Linked DNA regions of Triticum aestivum: region 2 is linked to region 1. Evidence: chromatin contacts called from public Hi-C data. All regions are on one chromosome and are shown on one strand. The core of a region is the stretch at or near the end of the contact, and the rest is flanking DNA. Distances in the headings are between cores, read along the strand shown. Region 1 has its middle 7.0 kb from the start of LOC123110685. Region 2 has its middle 6.9 kb from the start of LOC123110686.

Region 1 (2,540 bases), core at 20-2,519:
GCAAACTGGGACGCGCTCGGCAAGGAGCTGTGCTGGCCTCTCGTACAGCCCGCCGGCCGAATCCGCCATCTCCGCGCAAGGAGCCGCGCTGACCGAGGCCGATGGGGACGGGCCGCGCAAGGAGCCGCGACTGCTTACCGATGGGCGGCGGAGAGACGAGGGGGTTGGAACGGGAGGATAGGGCGGAGCTGCTTACCGGGGGCGGACGAGAGCGCGGATATGGCGAGGCGCCTTCAGGGGTGGTGCGAGAGGGGGGGGGGGGAGGACGAGAAGCTTCGAGGTGTTAGGTTGAACTCTATCCTGTTCGAACCCAACGGGTCGAACGGGCCCCTGACTCGCGCCCTGATCGGGGCGCCCAACCAAACCATGGTTGGTGGGCCCCTGTTGCCAGCGCAATATAAAGAGGTGGGGTGCCGGGGCACGCATCATGAGGTTGACCATGCACCACAACACCACCAACACACCAATTCGATCTAGGGTTTGCGCTAGGTCGACGGGAAGCTCCGCCGCCACCACCTCGCCCACACTCTGTCATCACCATGGCCGGTGCTGGATCGAGCTCGTCAGCACGTGGAGAAGGTAGGTTCACCGGATGATCCAGCCTACTCCGATCCCAAGGTCTATCACGAGGAAGTGGGGAGGGATCTGCTGCGGGGAGAGCGAGAGAAAAAAATGTGTTTTTTAGTGGTCCCGAGGAGAACTAACCCAAATAAGCACCTCTTGGGTGGGTTCGTTTTTTTTTTGAAAGGGTTAGATGCATCTAACCCAAACTAACCCTATATTTTTGGGTTAGTTGAGTCCAAACTAACCCAAACTAACTCTAACCCATGAATCCAAGCAGGGACAACAATTTGGGGCCGTTTACATGGGAGTAGCAGTAATCTCCCATGAATGTGGGGTACGTACATAAGTGGAGTCTAGTGCTTTGTTCATTGGTCTGATGGTGGCCATTGCGCTCAATGCATCGACGGATAATTCTAGGGTTTATAGTAAATAAAAGAGCCAAGGAAGAAGTACACCCATGGCCAGAACTAGAAGATTGACCCCTAATCATACTGGCAAGACACGATGCATTATTTGCAGTACTATACTAGGAGAGTACAAAGACACGGGGAAGAAAGCAGTATACGTGTACAAGTAGTCGAATCGATGCTGCGTTTACATGCATCTTACGGCCGGCCGGTGACCACGCACACAGACACACTCAGTACAGCACCTTCCTGGCACTCTCTACCTGTAAACATGAGTACATGCGGCTCATTTGGAAGTTGCTAAGTAGGAGAGGTATAGCAAGCACTCGTACGCCCGCTACAGTAGAGGGAGGGGCCAAGGGATGCGAGGTCAGGGGTGAGGTCCCATCAATAATACAGGAGGCCCTATGCATGCTCGCAACAGCGCTGTCTAGAGCTAGAGATCCCATCATTGTTTTGTCACCACCCAATGGGACCAACGGTTGCGCATATACGCATGCATGGCCTAGCTAGCGCCATGATTCGGCGGATCCAAGTTTTTGCCATTCCTCAATCATGCATGTAAAACCATCTTGAATTTTTGTTGCAAGATTTGTTTCTTTCCTAGGGGCCCTTCGAACACACGAGCTTTGGAGTACAAATTTATGTTTCACTCTTGCTAAATCTCAGTCTACCGAGACACTTTCTGTTTTCATAAACTATTGCATAGGAATTCTTACTCTCATCTTTTCTCTCTTTAATAACGACTGCTGGATCCATGCAATGCAATCCCTATGCATACAACCAACAGTATTTGCTTCTTTTTTCAGTTGACACAGTTGGTCTCCTCCATCAAAAGTATACCAGCATTAAACAACGAAAAGAGGGTCTCCTGCTTTTGGTCAGGTGATCTTGATTCTTGCACCATGGAATGGATCCACTTTAACGACACCTGGTAGTGATCCTAAAACCTGCCTCAAAAGCGCGTCACAAGGTCATACAGAGACGCATCGAGCACGCTGCTCCACGGGAACCCTTTTCTCTCCTTTTTTTTCCCTCCACAGCGTTCACTGCTAGGCAACAAGCACATACAACATGTCGCTGCCATGACACGACGCGACGCCCGCATGCACTGCATACAACGCCCCCGCGTCTCCGGAACCGCACATACCTGCATTTTAGGCGTTGTTCTTGTGACGACCCACACGAACAGATCGCACGAGGGGAAAGGGGGAGAGATTCAGAGAAGGAGGAAAGTAGCTTTACTGGATGAGAGGAAGGTTCAGATACAGGTAGATGACAGAGTGAGAGCTCAATACACACCACACACGCACGCGCCCACGCAGGGGCAGGTAAAGTAGCCTCTCGCGACTCTGTCCCGATGCTGACTTCGCCCGATGACTTGTTCCTCCTCCTCCTATTGGCTGATCAGGTCCACCGTGGCACTAGTGGGTGCAGGTGTGACATTTCCCCCTCCATCAGAAGGAGCGTCACCTGGCGCTCCGGCCGGCTCTCTCCAGATTGCGGCGGCCGGGAAACGAAGCTTGAGCGTCTCGAAATCCTCCCATGTCACGGCTGCTGGTGAAGCGG
Region 2 (2,540 bases), core at 11-2,510, 760 kb before region 1:
CCCCAGCTTTGCTTTTTGCCGCACAACACAAAGTATGTATAACAAAAAACCAGTGGCGATCATCGAAGAACAGAAGGAGAAAAGGCCGCGGCCCTTTGGCCGGATCAGCCGGCCCCGGCCGGCCGCGCGGCGACTTTTCCCGCCCGGCGGTCCTGGCCTGCGACGGTGGCCCTTGCGCCCTCGTGGTGGCAGCACGGCGCGGCGCGTGCGGCATTAAAAGGAGACGAGACGCGTCCATCCAAAGGCAGCAGCGCGAGGCCACCACCACCCACCACCTCTGCAGCTGCAGCTGCAGCTCCGCTCCCCTGCCGCGCCATCTGATTTCGCATCAGGGGGCACGACACGGGAAGAAGAGGATGGGCAACCAGACAAAGGAGGCAGCCCCCGCCAGCCCAGCCAGTGCTCTGGCGATCGATCGAGACGCCGCTACAGTCCTAGTCAGGGTACTACTGCTAGTACTGCAGAGCACTATGCCATTGCCCATTGCCGCCGCTGCTGCATGCCACCGCACCACACAAGCTATAGCCAGGACCGGGGACGGGACGGGACCAGCCTAGTATAGCCTCGTTCTTACGAGACTTTCTTTTCTCTTGTGAAAAGGGAGGGAGAGGTCGTCCGTCGATCTTTTGCCATTTGATGGATGGGGACGGATACTTGTTCCTTTGCTCCCCCATCCCGGAGGCCGGAGCCCCCCGCTATGGCTATGGCTATAGCTAGGTGGTGGTCCTCAGTCCTCTCCGGCTCTTCCCCTGCCTTGCTTCCCCTAATTTAGGATGGCTGCATCTGCTTTGGTCCCCATGCAACTACCACTGAGTAGTTCAAAACAACAACAACAACAACAACAACAATCAACAACGTCAACAAGATGGAAACACTTTCCTTCTAGTAGTATCTTGTTATTACTGCTCAAGCTCGAGTTGTCAACTCCACAAAATCCACTGTCTGTTGTAGTTACGAAAATAACCCACACAACCTAACGGAAACTCCGTCCACTTTACATTTACGGTGCATGCACGTGAGTATCCTTGCTGTCAAAAGAGAGCTAGCGTATCCTGCACCTGCAGGAAGATTGGTTGGTTGGTAGTACGTACTCCCTTCGTTCCAAAATACGTGCGCGGTCACGTTGCAATCATGCGTGCGCGTAACAAGCGCACGTGTGGACCACCCGGGGTCCCCGATCCATCCAACGGCCAAAACAAAGGGCCATCCCACAGCCCACCGGGAAAGCGAAGCCAAGGATGGACGGTCGATCAGGACCATACATGCATCTAGATGATCGGGTCGCGCACACACCTACACATAAATTATTATTTTTTGCATGGCACACCTACACATAATCGAGCAGTTTTTTCAGGCGACGCGCGCCCCTGGTGACGACAGTGTACGTACGTACTGCATACGTGTACGTGTTTATTTCGTACTCGTGTAGCCGTCGTCCGTCGCGTCCGCGTCGCTGTCGGAGAGGTTGAGAGACGGTAACTCCACCTCACCTATATACGATCGTATCGTACGTTTGCGATGCGCATTGCACGCACCCACCGCACGAGCGAAATGGCCGTTTGGAGTCATTGGTGTTAGAAGGGAGAGAGAGAATTGATGGAATATTCGATGTATTGTTTGAGCCTCATGGACATATATACAGGAGTACAATAATTAACTTGGAGTACAAGACAAGGTAGGACCAAATCCTAGTCTATCCTATACTTCCTAATGATCATATACTCAACATCCCCCGCAGTCACAACGGTAGCAACGCAGACAGTGAAACTGGAGAAGAATCCGAAGGCACACCGACGGACCCCCCCCCCCCCCCCCCCGGTCGTAAAGGTCGATGCATCGTGGTAGTTGTGGCTGGAGTGGGAACCGACGAGGTTGCTCAAGCAAGGCGATAGCCCTTTATGCCGGTTGTCAAGATAACCGAGAGCGTAGGGTGGTGAAGCCGTGGTCGAGGTAGTCGCGCGAAGAATGCCGTGGTCGATGTCGAGTTGGGATAGCCGGGGTCGAGGAAGTCGCCGTGGAGCCGCGGGTGCAAGGAAGTGCCGAGTTAGTCATAGGCGCAGTAGTGTCGAAGTAGTGGTGCACCGGAGAGAAGACGTTGTTGAAGACGCGTCGCGCTGGGGTTGCCAAGACCGGGAACACATCATGGACGAAGGCACGCATCGGTGTTGGCAGCACCGAGCATGCGTAGACGGGCGAAGATGAAGTTGACGAAGCGCCGCACCAGGCTTGCCAGGTCCAGGGACACGTCGTGGACGAAGGCACACACCGGTGTGCCACCATCGGGCATGCGTAGACTAGGACCTGCATGAGCTGTACGCCATGTCGAAGAAGTCAGAGAGGCCAACAAAGTAGGACTCAGCGACAGTTGCGGCGCCAATCAGGGCGGGGCCAATGTCGCCCGTGGTTGTCGGAGTAGACGAAGTGGTCGGGGTAGATAACGACGATGCTAGCGACGGGCTGGTGCTTGACGAAGACGAACGGGGTGGACGGGCGACCGTGGCGGCTAAGGGGGTAGCGACGACGACGACCGAAGAAGAGCG

The links. A called contact is a pair of places that touch in the nucleus more often than the background predicts.
Region 2: a Hi-C map of leaf shows a contact between it and region 1, with 4 times the contacts expected there. The contact joins two enhancer-like sites. A contact is called at or near these places in 2 of 5 Hi-C or Micro-C datasets (both in leaf).

Annotation. Positions count from the first base shown.
Region 1 is chr5B:111,831,425-111,833,964 of IWGSC CS RefSeq v2.1, reverse strand. No RefSeq gene overlaps it. Among protein-coding and RNA genes, the nearest start is that of LOC123110685, 7.0 kb to the right of the region's middle. Within about 2 kb of position 1,269, at least 5 of the 8 cell types and tissues checked have an H3K27ac peak or open chromatin away from gene starts, as enhancers often do. A contact at or near this core is called in leaf, where this site is marked.
Region 2 is chr5B:112,595,076-112,597,615 of IWGSC CS RefSeq v2.1, reverse strand. No RefSeq gene overlaps it. Among protein-coding and RNA genes, the nearest start is that of LOC123110686, 6.9 kb to the left of the region's middle. Within about 2 kb of position 1,260, at least 6 of the 8 cell types and tissues checked have an H3K27ac peak or open chromatin away from gene starts, as enhancers often do. A contact at or near this core is called in leaf, where this site is marked.